Linked DNA regions of Mus musculus: regions 1, 2, 3, 4, 5 and 6 are each linked to region 7. The links are chromatin contacts, called in public promoter capture Hi-C maps. All regions are on one chromosome and are shown on one strand. Each heading gives the region's core, a stretch centred on a gene start, on an enhancer-like site or on the middle of the called end of the contact. The rest is flanking DNA. Distances are from core to core; before and after follow the strand shown.

Region 1 (2,728 bases), core at 35-2,534, 1.4 Mb before region 7:
TAATGTTTGTGGACATTTGGAGTCACATTAGTAGTTGATAAAGCCAGTTTTTAAGAAAGGATATAAAATTCTATTTAAAAAATGACCCCATTGTTTTAAAATCATATGCATACCATAAAGACTGATATATGTATCAGGGGTAACATCTAGTTTCTATTTTTCTCTAAAATATCTTTAGATATAATATAGAAAAAATATTCTAAAAGATATAAACTAGGTGTGGTGTTGTAAGACTGAAATTCTAGCATTCTAAAGGTAGAGGCAGGAGGATCACGAGTTTGAGACCAGCCTAGTCTCAAAAAATAAATCAAAATTTAATTTTCCTTCATTCCTCTCTTTACTCGGAAAGCTTCTTGTTCCTCTTCTAATTATTTGCAATTTGATGCTTACCCTTCCAAGCAACACACACACATTTATTAAATATATTAACTTTCCTATGACTTATCAATTTATTTTTGCTTAATAAAAGTCCCTAAACTCCACGTGAACACCTCCTTTATTATTGTGATTAATAGATTTATTTACACAAGAATAGAGTCACCAACGCCAAAATTAATAGATGTTAAATGTTCAGTTCAAGTTTCCTTCCCAGATAAGTCTTTCCTTTTTTTCTGTTTTGAAGACATAGAAGAGGGGATGTGAGTTCTTGGGAGTAGGTCTGAAATTTTTGAGCAGACATGTTCTGATCTTAAGTCTAAGGAGTCAAAGCAGGATCTTTGATGTGCGTCAGGGTCACTGTATAGAAGCAGATACTCCATTTAAGCACAAGGCCCGATTTGTGCCTTTCCGGAGACGAGGCTGTACCGAGCTGGGTCGAGGGTACGGGGGAGTGTTCACTGGCACACGTTTATTCTCGGAACCTGACATCTGGGCTCAACGCCGCCATTGCCACCTTAGGGTTTTAACAAATCCAGAGTCATAATTTAGGGGAAAGAACCTTAAGAGTTCCCCTCTAAGCTCCCGTTTGAAACCCTTCTGTGGAGAGCACGCAGAACCACGGCTGAACGGACTAGGGTTAGAATCGGTGAGCCCAAGCCGCTCTGGGCGGTGGGTACCAGGCTCTGGGAGTCCAACGGTCCGCGGGGCAGAACCCTGGCAGGGCAGAACCCTGGCAGGGCGAGCACGAGGCTGGCCGGACACCACTCCACTCGGCCCACACGCAGCGCGGAGCGGTTCCCGAGCTGATGCGCAAGGCTTGGGCGCCCCCAGCACCGCCCCTTCCTCCTTCCGTCCAGTGCGGAGGACGCGGGAGGACGCAGCTCCGCCGGAAGCCGCTGTGCGCCAGCGACCCGCCCGGCCCGCGGCTCCGCCCCTGTTCGGCTTTTGGCTTGGGTGCCCACAGCAGGACTCCTGCGCCCGGTACCCCGCCTCCAGCTCGGGCAATCCTGCCCTCGGCTCTGGACCACCCCGATCCCGCCCCACGCTCTCAGCTCCGCCTCAGCAGGTACAGCCAGGAGTCCCCGAGCCACTCTCCTCTTACTGACCTTAGTACCCGCTCGGTCCCGCTCTCACCTCCAGACTGGTGCTAGGCCAGTGTCCTCAAAGTGGCCACCAAGACTTTCCTGAGTGCATCGCGGCCTCCCCTCCCCTCATCCCCTCTCCCTATTCCTCTTTCTACCCAGGCCAGGAAACCAATGGGAAATCCCGAAGTGTACTTCGGCTTTGATTGTATAGTTTGATGGCTTTGTCACCTGTGCCCGTTTAGAGTGGGTTAAGGAATAATGACTTCTGAAGGGTGGGTCTGGGCCAGGATGGATGCATGTGCCAAGGTGAAAAGGAATTTCAAAGAGAAAAGATACTGGCTACTTCCTCCGTAGGTTCCCACACTCTTCCATGGAGAGCTCAAAAAGGGAACCTGGAGCATTGGGAGGAGAAGGTGGGGGCGTTAGTCCTTAGTTCTCAGAGGTTAACAAAGCTAGGGCTTCGAAAACCTGGGCCAAAACAGGACCTCGGAGAACGAGGCCTTCCTCCCCCACAGATGGGAAACAGATGGGAAACTCCAGCGTGAGAGGATTGTTAGTGGTCACAGAGCTAACACAAGAGACTACAGAACTCTAGTTCCTAGCCGTTATTTATACATAAAACACACACACACAACACCACACACACACAACACACACACACACACACACACACACACACACACACATGTAATCAGGATCAAGCATGGAAAAGCCAGATCTTTACCCTTAACTGCTTCTCCAGGTCTCTGCTGGCCTGTGCCCTAGACCTGAGCAGTGTGACTAGATGGATGGTGGAGGTACCTGGGCTTGAACTAAACCTAAAATGGCGGTTAGAGGAAGAAAGACAGGTGGATGGGAAGAGCTTGGGCTGAGGGCAGGGGTGAGCTAGGTCTTTTTGCCCCTAAGAGTGTTTGCCCCTGTTCATGGGGAGGCTGGGTGCGTGGAGGGGGCAGACAGTGGAACACTGAATCACCACACGGAATGGGTGTCATGGAGCCCTGGCCTGAGTAGAGTAGAAAATGTGTACACCGGGAAGCCAGGGCTTTAGCAAGGATTTCATTTGTGGTGGGAATAGCATTTGCAGCCCGGCACTATAGAACTTTTACCATATAGAAGACAGACAAGGGGCTGGAGACATGGCTCAGCAGTTTGAGAGCACTGGCTGTTCTTCCAGAGGGGCTCAGGTTCAATTCCCAGCACCCACATGGCAGCTCACAGAGCCAGTTCCAGGGGGCCCAACACCCTCACACAGATACCAGTGAAGC
Region 2 (2,797 bases), core at 193-2,692, 1.3 Mb before region 7:
CTACTCAGAGTCAAGGACAGACAGTGGCCCCTCCCTTATAAGACAAAGGGAATCAGCCCCTGTGTAGAGTTCTCTCAACATGATTAGAATTGGGCTGGAGAGATGGCTCAGCGGTTAAGAGCACTGATTGCTCTTCCGAAGGTCCTGAGTACAAATCCCAGCAACCACATGGTGTCTCACAACCATCCCTAATGAGATCTGATGCCTTCTTCTGGGGTGTCTGAAGACAGCTACAGTGTACTTACATATAATAATAAATAAATCTTAAAAAAAAAGATTAGAATTAACTTTGTTAGTGATAATAGCGAGATTATTTTGGACTAGTGTGTATCTCAGTAGTAGAGTGCTTATAGCATATGTGAGACCCTAAATTCAATTCCCAATGCCACAAAAATAATGAATGAATAAATAAATGAACAATATTAGTTCGAGGCGTTGGCTAATTTTAAGGTAAAATGATACTATGAAATTTCTTTTTAAAAGAAGAATGGATCATGGGCAAAAGCTGACCCATTTCTGCCTCTCTAGTTTTCATTGCAGGATTTATTTATTTATTTATCTATTTAAAGCAGAGACTACGCATGCACCATAATACCAAGAGCAGCAGCCTGGAGATAGAGTTCCTATTACAGAAGCCAATGTCCGCTTTTATACTGCTCCAAGGCCCAACACACAGGAACTTGGATTTCTCCACCTTGTGGAAAGAGGCTTTCAGAAATGAAAGTACCGCCAGGCTTGGTGGTGCACGCCTTTAATCCCAGCATTTGGGAGGCAGAGGCAGGCGGGATTTCTGAGTTCGAGGACAGCCTGGTCTACAAAGTGAGTTCCAGGATAGCCAGAGCTACACAGAGAAACCCTGTCTCGAAAAACCAAAAAGAAAGAAGGAAAGAAAGAAAGAAAGGAAGAAAGGAAGGAAGGAGAAAGAAAGAAAGAAAGAAAGAAAGAAAGAAAGAAAGAAAGAAAGAAAGAAAGAAAGAAAGAAAAGAAGGAAAAGGAAAGGGAAAGGAAAAGAAGAAATGAAAGTACCCAATTCTAGCAGGTGAAGAGATTTCCCATGGATTTCTAGAAGATACTGGCGGCAAGGGCGGTCACTAGCAAATAGCTCTTGGTTTTCTCAAGTAGCCCTTTCCCCAGCATCTGACGTCAGCTCTATTGGGCAGAATCCCTATCCCTTAGCCTCTTCTTCCTGGCCCTGCTTCTTTCCATGCTAGATTTTCCCTTTCTCTTGACTATTCCCTTCCAGTACCCAGCTCCTCAGGTCGCCCCACGTCTTGCCTCTTCATTCTGCCAGGTTTGTTCACCCTGTATCCCAAAATCTACTCTGTCGCTCCTTTCTGCCTCTTCAAACTGCCCCCAGAGCCTTTCCCCCTGCCCTTTCACTTCTCCGCCCCGCCTCCCCGCCTCCTGAAACTCGCCCCGCCCCTTATCCCTGCGTGCTTCTGCGGTTGCCATAGCTACGGTGTACACAGCTACCAAGCCTCCCATAGCTGTTTTTCTGCTGGCGGGAGGGAAAAAGGCAGCACCATGAGCCAGACAGTGACCATCCAGGAACCCAGGCCCAATGATCAGAGGATTCCGTATCAATGCAGAGAGGTGCGGAGGGCCAAGGGCGGATTCGCCAATCGAACGTACGATTACCTGTACGGTAAGGACTGCCCACTCCTCCTGGGAGCTAATGTAACCTGGTAGGGTGTGCTAAAAAACAAGCTCCAGGACAAACCCTCTGGCTCTGGACCGCACAGGTGGGAGCCCTAAGTCCCAAGTACGCTGTGGGCCACGCGCTCTGCAGCACTTCGGAAGCCACAGGTGTGCGCAGCTTCTCCAAGTGCCAGACGGGGGTCACCCCTTTTCCCTCTGATAATTTAATCTTCCTGAAACCTAGTCTGGTTTCAATCATTCAGGTGCACATTCATAAAAGTGTGAAGTGAGCCGGGTGGTGCATGCCTTTAATCCCAGCACTTGGGAGGCAGAGGCAGGTGAATTTCTGAGTGCGAGGCCAGCCTGGTCTACAAAGTGAGTTCCAGGACAACCAGGGCTACACAGAGAAACCCTGTCTTGAAAAAAACCAAAAAAAAAAAAAAAAAAAAAAAAAAAGAAAGAAAGAAAGAAAGAAAGTGTGAAGTGATTTGCAGAGCTGGAGAGGCACGCAATGCATTCAAACACACATGTCCAGTGAAAGTGATAGTGATTTTCCTGCCCCAGGTTCTGACAAATCCAAATTTGGGGTTCTGGGTAAAGAGGTTCCAGTTGGCTTCATGTTTGTTTTCAGTGGTTTCCTCCTCTTCCTCCTCCCCTCTTTCTCCAACCTTCTGTTAATCAAAACATTGTTGATAAACTCAGTGCACCCATTCCCCTAGGACCAATTAAATTCCGGTTTATGTTATGCCCTGATTTTCCATTTGTGGTCTTCCTCTCCAGACCTTAAGTTCTGGTTCACACATGTCTGTCATCCTCTTGAGCCTATTACAATACTGTACACAGTATTATGTATAAAAGTGTTAACTAGACTACTGGATTTATACCACAACAAGTGCAACCATTTAAGCACGATGCTTTCTTTTTCTGATTTTTTCCCTCTGTAGAAACAGGCTGTCACCTGAGCCCTGCATAATTTTCAGCCTTATGGTATTTCCTTTGGATCTCCAGAATCTCTTCTGAAAACCTGTTTTCTTGGATTGGGCTGTGTAATTACCGACTGCATGCTCTCTTAGTTAGCTTTTCTATTGCTGGGACAAAACATCATGATCAAAAAGCAAGTTGGGAGGGAAAGGGTTTATTTAGCTTACACTTCTACATT
Region 3 (2,835 bases), core at 290-2,789, 1.4 Mb before region 7:
GTAAGGTATGTACATTATTATACAAACAAGCCTTAGGCCCATGGCAGCCATCAACATTCATAGAGGCTCAGATGTGCTGGCCTTGTCTCAGAGGCAGGGACCATGTTATTCTGTCCCCTCCAAGGCCATGCTGGGCTTGGCACTCACTCAGTCAACTAAACAGGACTTAAAAGAGCGAAACACCAAGCTTGGGGCCTGCATGCATCTGCACCAGGCCCTCTGCATATACATACGTCATGGCCGTCAGCTTGGTGCTTTTGTGGGACTCCTAACACTGGATCTGTGACTCATTTGCCTGTCCTTGAGACTCTTTCCCTTATTTTGGGTTGCTTTGTCTAGCCTCGATATGAGGGCTTTTTGCTTTGTCTTATTGTCATCTTGCTTTGCTCCATTTGGCTGTCATCTCTTAGAGGCCTTCTGAAGAGGAAAGAGATGGGGAGTAGATCTCAGGGAACGAGCATGTGGGGAAGAGCTGGGGGGAGTGGAGGGAGGAAAAAATGGTCAGGAATTATTGCATAAGAATCTACAATAAAAATAAATAAAAAAAAAACAACAAATGAAAATGGTGGCTTTCTATGGACTCTGGAACTGGAAGGAAGAGACAACAGTGGGTAGGAGATTCATTCTTCACCATAAATTTTCATACATTTCAAATTTTACTTCGTGTGTGTGTGTGTGTGTGTGTGTGTATGTGTGTGGCAGAGATCCATGTCTGCTGACTTCTACTATCTTTCAAGACAGAGTCTGTCACTGAACCAGGTACTCACAATTGCTAGGCTGCCCATGGATACACCCAGGGCAGTGGCTCTGTTCTGGTATAACCTGTCCAGCTCTAACCCCCTACCCGGTATCACCTTTGTACGCTCTGGATGTTCCCGGACAGGGCTGGAAAGCATGTGTGCCAACAGCACTCCTTCACAAAGCTACTCTTCCGAAAGATGATGCTTGCCTGCTTCCGGCTCTCCGCCTTGTAATGGTGTGCTCCTGTTGCAGGAACACTGACCCAGGAAGGGCCCTGCCCTGCTCTAGCCTGCAAAAATATCAGATTCTGTGGTCTCCACTACCCCTGGAGTGAGGTGGCAGCACGAGAGGACAGACTCCCTGGCTCCAAACCCAGGCTAGACCACATCCATCAATAGTGTTCCCACGTCACTCACATCTCCTGCTCTTGGTTCTTTACCTGTGAGCTCAGGCATCAAGATGTCTCTTCTCTTGGGTTGGACTTGACTTCCTAACCTCGAGAGGCTGTGGAAGGCAGCAGTACTTTGCAGAAGCAAATTGGATCTCCCTTTACTCTGTCCCATAAACGTACCCATACGTGTGTCATTGGCTGCACACCGGGTGAGGTTCCCTAGGGATCCAAAAGTGAAAGAGCTTTCCAGCCTCCAGCTGCTCAGTATCCCAGGGACAAATATGTCCACAGAAATTCCATTACGGTGAGAGTTTTGTAACCACTGGGAGATGAAAGGCTGCCTTGGGCCATCACTGAGATTTCATAATGGGAAAAAGTCACTTCCTGATCTTCTTTGGTGCAGAGAGGAAGAACGGTATGTTTCAATGTCCCCTGCTTAAAAAAAAAAAAGTGGGAAGGTTGGCTCATTTTCATTGAGAAGAGGAAACTGAAAACTCCAGAGGTTAAACAAATAGGAAGGTTTATTTATTTATTTATTTATTTTACAAGCCACAGAGCCAGTTAATGATTCCTAAGTCCCAAGTGGGTGTTACATGTTTGCTTGAAGGCTGGGCCATGTGACATCCCAGGCTTGGGGACTCTCCTTCATTCTGGCTCCAGGACTCCAGCTCCACGATGCGTCCTGGCCTCTGGGAGACATGCTTCTGGTTGTGGGGACCACTTTTATGGCTCAGCATTGGAAGTTCAGGTAAGCCAAGGGCTTGGGTGGAACCTTATTTCTTAAACTGTCCTCTTACACAGCACTGACTTTGGAAGGTCCCCTAAAAGTTCTTTATCTCTGGCGGCGATTTTAAAAGAAAGGGGAAAACCCTCTTATCATAACGGGAATTAGTGGTGAGACCAGTGCCTTCTTGGGACACCAAAACTGAACTTCCCCCATCTCCTGACTCATTTTTCTAAAATCCGAATTATAACCCTTTTCACCTTGTTCAAGCCAAAGTGACTGTAACAAAAATTACCTTTGACTAACTCTCAATATTAATTTTCATCCTACTAACGGCTACTGTTTTCTATGTAGTTACTTTTTAAATTTTTTTTTTCAAGACAGGGTTTCTCTGTATAGCCCTGGCTGTCCTGGAACTCACTCTGTAGACCAGGCTGGCCTCAAACTCAGAAATCCACCTGCCTCTGCCTCCCAAGTGCTGGGATTAAAGGCGTGCGCCACCACACCCGGCTGTAGTTACTTTTAAGTTTGCCAAACTAACTTTTGGGAAAGTTCAAGAACATTTTTGTCATACACACACACACACTCGCACACATGCACTCACATATGTATGCACACACACACCTCACAGGCCTGCACACAGGCAGAACAATCAGAAGGGTCTCGTGTCTCCACCTCCCAACCACAGACTGCTTTTCTGTCCTCCCCTAAGAGGGTTCCCATCTCTCAGCTTCTGAACGCCCACCGGGACTTGCTCAGACAGCGCTATTTCTAGCCTTTGCCTCTTGGGAGGGGTCTTTCCTCAAAGCAATTCACTGCCCTGCTCAGCATTTCCAAATGTGTTCCAAAGTCCGGATCACACAGATCTATTCTCTCCTTACACCCTAGGCAGCTTTTCCTCGGCTTCCTGTGGGGTTTTTGTCTCCCTTGGTTGTTTGTTCCTATAAGGGGTGGGTCTGGGGCTCCAGTCTCTTGCGTA
Region 4 (2,769 bases), core at 238-2,737, 1.2 Mb after region 7:
TGCACAAGTCTGGCGAACTCCCCAGAGACCTCCATAAAAAGTTATGGTCGCATACACCTGGAATCCCAACAGAGACAAGAGAATTGCCACAAAATTCCCTCAGAGGCCAGCGATCCTGGAGTCCTCAGAGGAACTTCTTACTCCACAGTGGTACTTGTCCCGATAGATCAGAAAACTGATCCGCACGACGTTAAGAAGCCACATGCTCTAAAAAGTCACTTTCTCCCAGGCCTAACACGCCGCGGGCGAGACTTGGGATGGAGCCGCGCCCATCCGCACCGCTCGGAGGCACTTCGGCGTCCCTGGCTCGCACCTACCTTCCTCCCCCACAGTTCTCTCGCCCAGGGTCGGGGGCGCGATGCCCTCGCAGCCTGCTGCCATGGTTATCGCGCCGAGGATGGAGAGAGCGCCAGGTGAGAGGGCTCACCGGGATCTGCGGCTTCCACACAGGAAGGATCCTCCGCCTCTGCCGGAACCGGCGCCGCCGCGGTCACGTGACGGCGCTGGGCGTGGCCACGCCGGTTTGTTTTGCTCTTTGGAAGCTGAAAGGCGGCGAGCACGTGGGCTGGGCTGTGGCTCCTTTCTTCCACCCTTAGCGTCTGCTGTTTCTCTTCCTTCTCTAGTCGGATCCTCCATCTTCGCCTTGGCTTTCTCTCAGTCGGACTCGCGATTTAGGAGACCCCGGGGCTGGCGTGCCTACTCTTCCACCTTGTTGGTTCCCTTGGCATCAGTGCCATTCCAGCTGGTTTTCGTGACTGCCTGGGAATACGAACCCCTTGAAGGCGTTCCCTGTGACTCATTTGCTGAGCCAGATATGTCAGCAAATGACTAGTTTTCAAGGACACAGGCAGCTGTCAGAGTTCTGGATTTGTGCATTTGAACAAATGAATGTCTATGTCTATGTGGTCAAGAGATGCACAATCTCCAGCTTTTGCCGTTTATTTAGTCTGGCTAACATACCAAGAGAGAGATCTAGGTCACTGTCTTCCAACTTTAACACAATCCATATTATTTACCCGTTTGCATGACAAACAAAATGGGTAGAAAAAACTCTTTATATGTATGAAGGAAAATTGGCTAGTTTATAATCTCACTGGATGCGTAAGACACATACAAAACCAAATGGTCTTCATGAAACAATACCCTGAGACCTTCCTAAACTTCAGTATCCTGCCGTCTATAATTTCTGCAGTTAGAAACCCAATAAAAACAAAAGTAAGCCTAATATAGACCCAAGCATTGGGATAAGTGACCCGAGGTCAGCGAGTTGTTTATTAGGCACGTGATGTAAACTTGGGCACTTCCTCCAAGCAACCCGCGAGTGACTGACTCAGCCTACTTCGCTCCAGTCTCCCAGCCGGCCGCGATCTTCTACCCTTTCCACTCGTAGGGTCCCGGGCTTCTCCCCGGGGCATTCCTGGGTTCCCAGCGAGCAGGGTGGACCCCGCCTCGCCTCCTCCCCTCGGGCTCGGGCGGCGCAGGCGCAGCAGACGCGCCCGGGAGGCCGAGGACTAGAGCAGCTCCGGCTCCGGCTCCCGCTCCACCCGCCCAGTCAGCTCCCGGCTGGTCTGCGGCCACCGGGACGCGTCGGGCAGGGCCGGCGGGCGGCGTCGCCATGGGCTCGGGTTGGAGCAGCGAGGAGGAGGAGCGGCAGCCGCTGCTGGGGCCGGGGCTCGGGCCTGCGCCGGGGGCTGCGCGCAGGGGCCGGGAGGCGACGGCCGTGCTGCCTGCGGCGGGCCCGAACCCCGGGAGGGTGTACGGGCGCCGCTGGCTGGTGCTGCTGCTCTTCTCGCTCCTCGCGTTCGCCCAGGGCCTGGTCTGGAACACCTGGGGCCCCATCCAGAACTCGGCGCGCCAGGCCTATGGCTTCTCCGGATGGGACATCGCGCTCCTGGTCCTCTGGGGGCCCATAGGCTTCCTGCCCTGCTTCGCGTTCATGTGGCTGCTGGACAAGAGAGGTAAGGGGTCCGGGACGCCTGCGGGCGTGTCCCTTCTCTGGGAGTTGGCGCCTGCCAGGATCCGGGCCTGCCTGTGTCTCCCTGGGCTTGGTCTAGGGGTTGTGTGAGGTGACCCAGTGTAGCTGGCATCCCATTCCTTACTCGGGAACCCTCTGTCCCCAAAGCGACAAATACGGAGGATGCTTTCCAAGTATTGATGTTTTGTGTTACGCCCTTTATGCCACAATCATCAGATGTAGAAGGCTTTGTATACTGTGGACATCAGAGCCATCCAGTGCACTTGCTATGAATGTCTTTGACACCTGACAAAAGTGACTCATGCTTAAATTTCAAAGAGATTTGGGGTGCTGAGAGCGAAAGATCAGAAGAGACTGGTGATGACCAGATGTAAGAGGGTAATGAGCTGGCGTGGTGACTCCAGCCCTGGATGACTGTTGGGAAACTCGGGTCTGACGCTTGGGTTTCTGGAAGGTAGAACCCCAGGTAAACCGAGAGCTTCCGCCTGGGTGACTTCTCAGTTGCGATTTATTACTCTCAGATAAAGATCGCAGATGCAGGAAGGCTCTCTTTCAGTTAGGGACTCCAGGCTTCTCACTTTGCCAATTGCCAGTGTGATTCTGTGAGATGAGGAAAAGGCCAGAGTGGAAAGAGTCAAGATGTTGAATTATCCCTCCAGAGGATAAATAAAACCCCCAGGAGGCTGCTGTGCACGATTTAGACTTCTTAGGTTATGAGGTCGGATACTGGTCGGAAACTGCTTTGTTTCTGTTCAGTCTTTTACGAGTTTTGATACAATAGATTCTTTGGGTAG
Region 5 (2,847 bases), core at 330-2,829, 1.1 Mb after region 7:
ACCAACATTTGCCCATATCGAGAACTTTTCTGTTTTCAAAAATATTTAACTCCAAGAAACAAAATATCAACTTTCTGAGCCCAAACCCCCATCCCTCACCCGGCTGCTTGACTCCTGGGTCTTCCTGTCCATTCAAAGTTTTGGAAAGATCTGGGAAAAAAAAAATTGCCAGGCGGTGGTGGCACATGCCTTTAATCCCAGCACCACTGGGAGGCAGAGGCAGTTCGAGGCCAGCCTGGTCTACAAAGTGAGTTCCAGGACAGCCAGGGCTATACAGAGAAACCCTGTCTAGAAAAAAAAAAAAAAAAGGGGGGGGGGAGGGGGGAAGCTCTGAGTGCTGCCTCGGCTTCCTTCCTTTTTTTCAGACCTCGGTCCTCTTCAGACTCCCCATCGTCCCTGTTCTCCATCAGATAGTGTTACCAGGGGCCCCGAGGGGGTCACCATACTCTAGCCCTGGACCGGCAAAGCCTGCTTTAATGCGTATCCCAAATATTCGCTCATCACGCGTTAAGGATATACAGATTCCCAGTCTCTTCTTATCCCGGTCACAGTAGGCGCACCTCACTCCTGTTGCTTGGACCACTCCTGGATGAACTGTTCATATCTTTCGGCCAATCTTGTCTCCAAAGGCAGCTTAGAGGCCATCACGTTCTTCCTAGGAGGGGGAATGGGGGAGGCGGGTGTCGGAGCCCCAAGAGCCCTAGACCAGTAGCGGGACCAGAGCCCTCTCCTGAGCACCCAGGTCAGCCTGGCTTTCTCTCACTCCTGTCGAACTCAGCCACCATGCAGCAGCCTAAGTTATTTTGTGTAAGTGAACCACAAAGCCCCAGAGACCCACCATCTAAGGTCATTTCTTAGTAGTTCTTAGGCTCTCGGGTAGCACGTCCCTTGCCCAGAAGTGCTACCTGATCTTTCCATAATTGGGCTGGGAGCCCATGCTCTTCTGCTCCAACACCTGTGTATTTCTCCCTAGAGTTGTCGACCGTCTCCTGTGTCCCCATACCTGTGTCCCTCCGTTGAACACCCAGAAAGCATGGACGCCAGCACGCGTTCCTCAATACTGGGAGTTTGTAAACACAAAGTATGCACAGATGAGAAAACAGAATTCTGAAGCAGGAAAGTCAGGTCAGATGCCCTCGGGTGGTCCCCCAAGTGAGCAGGGAGCATCCTGAGAGGATCGTTTTCCTTCTCTTATACAGCGTGGGTTTTCAGGTATGCAGAAACTATCCTAGTGATGGAGCAGGGCTCAGCTGTAGCTCAGGTGGAGTGCGGGCGGGGCCCAGCTCTGGAGCTGCTAAGGAGGTGGCCTGGAGGCTAGAGCTCGGGTGGAGGATTGACTGGCTTCTGTTGAGAGCAGGAGAACAAAGTGCCTGGGGGTGGGTGGGTGGTAGCTCTGTGTGTGTGTGTGTGTGTGTGTGTGTTGTTGTTGTTGTTGTTGTTGTTGTTGTTGTTGTTGCACTATTCCAATCCTGGGATAGCGAGGTGAAGATAGAAACTAAGGACGGGGAGGGATTTCCAGGAAATGAAAGCGAAAGAAGTTATCTCAATGTTAAAACTCTGAGCAGTTTTGGACGACCCAGCAGTCGCCGCTTCCTAGTTCAGTCAGGATGGCAGCGTCGGGTTCCTTCCCGCTGCTGGTCGAGGGCTCTTGGGGCCCCGACCCCCCAAAGAACTTGATCAACAAGTTGCAAGTGTACTTCCAGAGCCGGAAGAAATCCGGAGGAGGGGAGTGCGAGGTCGTCCCGGAGCCGGGGAACCCAGCACGCTTCCGGGTGCTCTTCTCCCCGGAGGATGGTGAGGGGCGCGAAGGTCGGGGAGGGTCGCCTCGCGCGGGGTTTGGGACCATGGGTGCCAGGTCTAGCCCTCGGCTGCAGCTCGTTCGGTGCGGGAGATCCTGGAGGCAGAATCTGCGTGGCGAGCGCAACCGGGAGTGGCGTTCCCCTTGCTTTCCCAGTCGCTCCCTGAAGCAATCTGTGGACCTTCCCGTGTTCGTTTGTTTGTTGTTTGGTTGTGAGCCTAGCCTTTCACGGCTGAGCCATCTCTCCAGCCCTTGTTTGTTGTTTTAACTGTCCTGTTTTTATTATTCAGGTGGGGCAGGAAAAGAATTAAGAAACGGGAGGAGTCCAGGGTCCGCTAGCACCGCAGGGTTCTTAGGGAGATGAGCTTGAGAAGTGAAAAGCCCTAGAGCTCTTGTGCCTCAGTGGAGGAGGGAGGGACAGGGCAGGGGTGGGTAATGGGTGGTGGTGTCTTGTTCCTACCTCGTCCTTCAGCCCCAAGATGATCTGAGGTGGCTGTAAGCTTGGAACCCAGGTTGGGATAGGGACTGGGGGTGTTCCCTCATCTCTGGAAGGTTCCTGAACAGTTAAGCAGTTGAATGTTCCCCACCTCTATTGGCCTTCTGCAAAGGAGGCCCAGCCTTCATTTCTCGCTCAGGTGGGTGAATGGAAGTCCCAGATCTGTGACTTCTGGAAAGCCACCATGTGTTAATATCAGAGATTTTGCAGACCAGGGTCATCCTCAGAGTGCAGGATGGAGGGAACATTTGGGCCAGAGGAGAGGAAAGGAGGCTGAGGAGACCGGGCAGTGGGCAAGGTAACAGCCCAGCAAAGACCCAAGAAGGAAAAAAAAAAAAAAAAATGAAAACAAGAGAAAGGTGTAACACAGGGTTTCAGGAAGCCTGGGTAGGAGGGCACAAGAGACCTGCTTAGCTCTGATCCCTTCCGGAAAACACAGGTTTGATTTCACAAGGGAGCCCTCAATGGGCAGCTAGCTAGTAAAGTGAGAATCTCATTTTTCACTTTTCCTAGATCAGTGATTCTCAACCTTCCTAATGCTGCAGACCTTTAA
Region 6 (2,700 bases), core at 163-2,662, 1.1 Mb after region 7:
GCAAGCAGGCCAAAAGCAAAACTTCCTTTTTCCTTGTCCTTTTATATAGGCTGCTACCAGGACGCGTGACCCAGATTTAGGGCGGGTCTTCCAGTCTCAAAAGACCCAATCAAGAAAATCGCTCACAAGCACTACCCAGCTAGCTGGGGTTTTAGCTGATTCCAGACGCAGTCAAAATGACAACCAAGATTAACCATCACCTATGAGCTAAACTATGGTGTTAACCTTTAGAATTAACACACATAATCCCCACTTTATTTCTGTTGACGCTATAGATCTTACAGACCCTTCCTCTTCCTCTCCCTGGCCTGGAACCCAGCCCTCTGGACTTTAGGCTACTGCTGTCCCAGCCTAGAATACTTTCCTCCCCTCCCCCAACCCCTTAAGATACCTCTTGAAACCTGCTCTTTGGCTTTTGCTTTGTTCACAGGTACTGACTGCTTCTGTGCTCAGTTCCTCGTTACCTCCCTCTCTAGGGACTCAGGGAAGCAAGCCGATCTGTGCTATTCGCTAACTTAAGGCCCTCGAGCAGAAAATCCCTAAGGTGCCCAGCTAACAGGAAAAGTACAGGTCACCAAGCAGGTAAACTCTCTCCACTTGAAATCAGAACCGCATCTCAGTAAATACTAGTTACAACAATCATTTCAAAAAGTACAAACAGGTGAAACTCTTTACCCCTCTATTCCGCTCCACCCTTGAGAGGCCTGAACCTGGGATCCGGGTTCCCGCCAAACTTCCGATCCTGCAAGAATAGAAGGGCGACCTGCCACCGTAGGGAAACTTCCTCTGAGCGCCCACCGCCGAGCGTGCGAACTACTCACCGGGTGATGGCTCTGAGAGATGGCAGAGCAAGACAGGCGGCGGCTCTGCGGAGAACAAGGAGGGACCTTCTGGGGAATCGAAACTGAAACTTTGCCTCTCGGGTCTTTAGGGCAGGGCTCGCCTTTGCTCTTCCCTGTCTGTGCAGCGCCCCTGAGCCCCAAACGAGCCAGACGCGGATAGCCATGGCTTCCAGTCCCGACCCGCCGTCCCCGCTACTCGTACGGCTGCGGGAGTCCATCCCCAAGGCGCACAGGAAGCTCGAGATATACTTCCAGAGCCGGGCCTCGGGAGGTGGGGAGTGCTCTGTCCAGCCCGTGGGCCCCAGCGCCCCGGACACCTACGAGGTGAAGTTCCTAAAAAAAGCAGGTGAGCCGGGGCAGGGGAAACAGGGCAAGGCTCGGGTGCAAGGGTAGAACCAGCAGGTTTCCAAACCGATCCCTGCATGCTTCCGACGAGAGCCCACGCGAGTGTGGCTCTCTGTCTGTGGGAGAGTGCGGTCCACAGACTCCCTCCATCCCACAGTGGCGGAGAGAGCCTCGTATGAGTCCAGCCGCTGATGAGGTCGCGGTTCGACTCCATCTGAGAATTTCCCAGCAGACCCAGTTGAGAGAAGAAACAAAGTGTGGGGGTTGGGATTGAGGAGGAAATCCAGAACCTTGTGCACGCTAGGCAAGTGCTCCACCACCGATCTCGACTCCAAGCCATTTTAATGTTGTAAATAAAGATTCCGTTGACTTATTTTTAAGGACTACAAAAGTAATATATGACTTTAAAGAGGAAAGTCAAAGAAAAATTATCTGAAGATAGTTTGGTGGGGTTTGGTTTGGTTTTGGTTTTGGTTTTTGGTGTGTGTGTGTGTGTGTGTGTGTGTGTGTGTGTGTGTGTGTGTGTGTTTGGTTGATTTTAGAGACAGGGTTATTCCTTGTATCCTTGTCTGTCCTGGAACTAGCTCCATAGGCTGACCTCAAACTCGCAGAGATCCTCCTTCCTCTACTGGGATTAAAGGCAGGTGGTGCCACACTAATGTCCTCAATGGGGGCATTTTCATGCATTCTTTTCTGAGAGTCAGCAAATGAATATACATTCTAAACTTTTTGATCTTGTTTCTTTTGGGGGGCCGGGGGTTTCACCATTTAACTATACAATAACCATTATTCAATGTCATTGAAATGAGAGATTCAAAACCATTACAAAACATAGGTTTCCCCACCACCACCCCTTTGAGACAGGATCTTGCCATGTGCCATTGGTTGGCCTTGAACTCATAATACCCCTACCCCTACCACTACCATTTAAGTGCTAGATTGTGAGTGTGTACCAGCATGCCCAGACTAGAAATGTGATTTCTAATAACCAAATTATATTCCTATGCTAAAACTTAAGCTCCCTTCTTTAGAGTTCTGATTAGCTTCTCCTATCACCAGCCTGCTATTCCAGAATGCCAGAAATAACTGTTCAGGTCCTCTGTATGCATTTGACCAGGAGCCTACAACAGATACCACCAAGGGCCAACTTGGTGAACCAATGCATTACTTATTGCATTGGTATTGGTTATTGGATTTACTTACAGGAATATGGGAAACGACTCAAAGGCAACTGCATCACCAAAGCCCACCTAGCATGGGTGACAGCTCACAAAGCTGGGAACCTGGAGCTCACTGCACACCTACAGGCAGCTCAATAGGTTAGGGAGTGTTCTTTCCAGGTGGCTCAGTTGGTCTAAACTTCCTCCTAAGTGGAGCTTAGAGTTCACTTCCTGCAGGCAGCTTCTCTGGTGGTTTAAGTTTTCTTCACAGCTTGTTTTGTCTAAGAGTCTCCTATGCAGACCTTTAATGAGTCCTCACAGCAGCTCTGTTCTGGGAGTCTCAGGAGGACTCT
Region 7 (2,737 bases), core at 116-2,615:
CAGCTGGTCTATCTGGTCATCAGAAACTCTTCGCTTGTTTGTTCCTTTCAGAAAAACAAAAACAATTTAATTACCTCCAACATACAAGTTTAGTAGTTAAACCTGTTTGAATTCCTACCAAACTTAAAACACATCTTCACTTCTAGAGACCTATTAAGAAACTGATCCTATACAGAAAAATGCTAGCAATTTTTTATTTACTAGATGAAAATTTGAAAACTCTTAAGAGCCACAAACAAAAGTGTGCTATAGCTGGGCGGTGGTGGCACAAGCCTTTAATCCTAGCACTTGGGAGGCAGAGGCAGATGGATTTCTGAGTTCAAGGCCAGCCTGGTCTACAAAGTTGAGTTCCAGGACAGCCAGGCTATACTGAGAAACCCTGTCTCGAAAAAACCAAAAAGTGTGCTATACACACTGAATAAAAAGTTTGTACAGATGTGGAGGTAGAAGGGTGATTAAGCATTACAAAGCTGTTAGATGAGTTTCTCTTTACGATTTAGTACTGAGGTATCTGCATAACCAAGGGCAAAGAATTATGAAATGCACTGGTGTAGGCCTATAATCCCAACATTTACGGATAAACACCCTTGGTCCGAGATCGAGACAGCACCCAGCCTGACCTAGAGCAAGCCCTTATCTCAAAAAAGCAAACAAGAACTGGGTTAAGGTTCTAAGACAACATGTGCCTTCCAGCTTTGCTCTTTGCAGTCCAAAGAGCCTGCATCCTACACCACACCCAGAAATTTGGTACTTATATATATGAAGTTGTACCACTGGACATTTATCCTAAGCAAACCCTCGACATGGTGACAGGATCTGGCCAACTTGGAAGTTGTTTCTGGGAAGGTGTAAAGACCCAAAAACCAAAGAACGCCCATATCTACTGGGGCAGTGGTGGACTAAAACACCATCAGCTGTGCATGCTGGCCAAGAGGGAAGCCATCCCCAGGGTTGAGTCCCAGGCCGGGTACTGGATAGCAGCCCTGCCTCCAGCTATCCAGCTCCGGTGCGGGAGTGCATGGCCCTGATACTCTCGCAGCCCATCTCAACCCCTGCTGCCCTCGGCCGCGTCGGCCCCGCGGGTCGAGTACCTGTCCCTGTGAGCCTCCGGCCGCGTCCCAGCCCCGGAGGTGGACTCAGCACCGGTCCACACCGGAGCTGAGGGCTAACAAAGCTATCACCATCTCCCGAGAACGTGTCGGAGCCGGACGATGAACGCCGCCGTTTCCTACTCCGGCGCGGAAGACTCATTGCAAACAAGCTCCTCTCGACTGTTCAGGACACGACACAGTCCCATAGGCCTCCCGCGCGGGAGAACCCCAACCTAGTGACAGCTACCGCCTCCATCTTCCCGCCTCCATCTTCAAATGCAGGCCTCCCAGCACGCCCCGGAACCACAGAGTTCTCCTGGCTAGAATAACCCGACTACCATAGAGTGGTGAGGGACGGAACAGCCCGCGCTGATATCTGGCTTCCGGCCTCCGCTGGCGGCTGGGGATAGAAAAGGGGATAGAGTGCTGGAGACATTAAAAGGAACGGAGCATCTGACTGCATTCGTAGATTGTTCTAAAAACATTCCTCCTGTTTTTACTTATTTCTGGTTTGAATCGGAAGCTAATGAGTTGCCCTTATGTGAATAGATTAGGAAAGTATCTCTTCTTTACTATTGTATTGTGTTTGTTTCTTTTTTGTTTCTTCAGATTGTGTAAAAAAAAAAAAAAAAGTAGGGTTTTTTGGTAGAGCGTAATTTGTGCGGTTTTCCTCTTGTCAAATACGTGAATTAAAATAACAGATGGGGGTGGAGTAGAGGACACGCCCGGGTTAAACATTCCAGGCTGTAGACTGGTTCAGTGTCAATTATTTTGGGTTATCTCGGCCCCTTAAATAGCCACTTGTTTGGTCACACAACTCTGTCATGTTCTTGTGACTATTAAGTAAGTCGTTTGGGAATGTACGAATTTGGGAATGTAGCTTCCACCAACCCAAAAGCTAAGCATGTTATATGCATCTGAGCCTTACAGCAGAAGTTTCTCTTGATTTGCTGGATCTAACCTACCTGAAGTTTCCATTAACATCAATGTATCTTTAAACGTCTTCAGTTATAGCTCTCTTTGCTCGGAAATATAAAAACTCTGTAAAACTGCTACCACAAAACAGTATATAGAACAATTTAAATTTGTCCCTGGGGCCATAGTAACTCATATTTGTTCCAGAATAAATTTTCTTATTCCCTCTGAGTTGAGAACTGCACTTCTGTGTTGGCAGTTGATAGGGAAGGGATTATTTCTGCGGTTATATCCTGAGGATTGTATGATCAGAACTGGAGATTCTGGATAGATCCCTTTGGTGTTGAAAGAGGAGGCTCTGAAAGCACATGAGGGGTCATTCTGAACAAGGAAGTTAGTTATAGATGTGCTTTGACCAACTTCTGGACGTAAATCGGTGCCTGGTACTTGCCTAGTTCCACAGTTCATCTCACCAAGCCAACAAGTGGGTGACAAGCCTATCCTGAAGAAATTATGGCCATTGGTTTGGGGGAAGGATGTGGGGAGTGAATTTAGGAAGTGGTTAAACAATATTCTAAAATCCCACCAGAGGGAGGCATTACTCCATGAAAGAAACGCTTCCTTCCTTTATGCATTTATTCACTAGGAAATTATTGGGCATCAACAGTACACTAGTCTCAGTGTCAGTGATGCAGGGTGGAACGCTTCCTGCTCTGAAAGATACTGGTACA

Evidence for each region. Promoter capture Hi-C pulls out the DNA fragments that hold promoters and counts their contacts.
Region 1: a contact with region 7 is called in a promoter capture Hi-C map of pre-B cells, with 4 times the contacts expected there. The contact joins the promoter of Adprh here to the promoter of Polq in region 7. A contact is called at or near these places in 4 of 39 promoter capture datasets (hippocampal neurons, liver and pre-B cells) and 2 of 115 datasets of contacts at active chromatin or transcription factors (astrocytes and bone marrow-derived dendritic cells).
Region 2: a contact with region 7 is called in a promoter capture Hi-C map of liver, with 4 times the contacts expected there. The contact joins the promoter of Maats1 here to the promoter of Polq in region 7. A contact is called at or near these places in 5 of 39 promoter capture datasets (the 3T3-L1 cell line, hippocampal neurons, liver and 1 more) and 1 of 115 datasets of contacts at active chromatin or transcription factors (astrocytes).
Region 3: a contact with region 7 is called in a promoter capture Hi-C map of liver, with 3 times the contacts expected there. The contact joins the promoter of Pla1a here to the promoter of Polq in region 7. A contact is called at or near these places in 2 of 39 promoter capture datasets (hippocampal neurons and liver).
Region 4: a promoter capture Hi-C map of pre-B cells shows a contact between it and region 7, with 9 times the contacts expected there. The contact joins the promoter of Slc49a4 here to the promoter of Polq in region 7. A contact is called at or near these places in 5 of 39 promoter capture datasets (the 3T3-L1 cell line, 3T3-L1-derived adipocytes, hippocampal neurons and 2 more), 2 of 115 datasets of contacts at active chromatin or transcription factors (acute myeloid leukemia and pro-B cells) and 1 of 9 other capture datasets (liver).
Region 5: a contact with region 7 is called in a promoter capture Hi-C map of pre-B cells, with 13 times the contacts expected there. The contact joins the promoter of Parp14 here to the promoter of Polq in region 7. A contact is called at or near these places in 5 of 39 promoter capture datasets (the 3T3-L1 cell line, hippocampal neurons, liver and 1 more), 1 of 484 Hi-C or Micro-C datasets (regulatory T cells), 2 of 115 datasets of contacts at active chromatin or transcription factors (large pre-B cells and pro-B cells) and 2 of 9 other capture datasets (adipose tissue and macrophages).
Region 6: a promoter capture Hi-C map of pre-B cells shows a contact between it and region 7, with 14 times the contacts expected there. The contact joins the promoter of Parp9 here to the promoter of Polq in region 7. A contact is called at or near these places in 5 of 39 promoter capture datasets (the C10 cell line, embryonic stem cells, hippocampal neurons and 2 more), 2 of 484 Hi-C or Micro-C datasets (B cells and regulatory T cells), 3 of 115 datasets of contacts at active chromatin or transcription factors (astrocytes, large pre-B cells and pro-B cells) and 3 of 9 other capture datasets (adipose tissue, liver and macrophages).

What each region holds. Positions count from the first base shown.
Region 1 is chr16:38,451,245-38,453,972 of GRCm38.p6, reverse strand. Adprh (ADP-ribosylarginine hydrolase) reads left to right here and starts at 1,284. Exons shown (of 4, transcript NM_007414.3): 1 at 1,284-1,444.
Region 2 is chr16:38,340,505-38,343,301 of GRCm38.p6, reverse strand. Maats1 (MYCBP-associated, testis expressed 1) reads left to right here and starts at 1,442. Exons shown (of 17, transcript NM_001081025.1): 1 at 1,442-1,645. The coding sequence starts at 1,525.
Region 3 is chr16:38,431,849-38,434,683 of GRCm38.p6, reverse strand. It overlaps Pla1a (phospholipase A1 member A), which reads left to right and starts at 1,539. Exons shown (of 11, transcript NM_134102.4): 1 at 1,539-1,880. The coding sequence starts at 1,808. It overlaps Gm36333 (a long non-coding RNA gene), which reads right to left and starts at 1,468. Exons shown (of 2, transcript XR_384843.4): 1 at 1,181-1,468.
Region 4 is chr16:35,768,088-35,770,856 of GRCm38.p6, reverse strand. It overlaps Slc49a4 (solute carrier family 49 member 4), which reads left to right and starts at 1,487. Exons shown (of 9, transcript NM_153550.4): 1 at 1,487-1,958. The coding sequence starts at 1,616. Hspbap1 (Hspb associated protein 1) reads right to left here and starts at 471. Exons shown (of 8, transcript NM_175111.3): 1 at 318-471. The coding sequence starts at 381.
Region 5 is chr16:35,870,114-35,872,960 of GRCm38.p6, reverse strand. It overlaps Parp14 (poly (ADP-ribose) polymerase family, member 14), which reads left to right and starts at 1,579. Exons shown (of 17, transcript NM_001039530.3): 1 at 1,579-1,794. The coding sequence starts at 1,608.
Region 6 is chr16:35,937,182-35,939,881 of GRCm38.p6, reverse strand. Parp9 (poly (ADP-ribose) polymerase family, member 9) reads right to left here and starts at 1,412. Exons shown (of 11, transcript NM_030253.3): 1 at 822-1,412. Dtx3l (deltex 3-like, E3 ubiquitin ligase) reads left to right here and starts at 855. Exons shown (of 5, transcript NM_001013371.2): 1 at 855-1,188. The coding sequence starts at 1,005.
Region 7 is chr16:37,010,414-37,013,150 of GRCm38.p6, reverse strand. It overlaps Polq (polymerase (DNA directed), theta), which reads right to left and starts at 1,365. Exons shown (of 30, transcript NM_029977.2): 1 at 1,092-1,365; 2 at 1-44. The coding sequence starts at 1,251.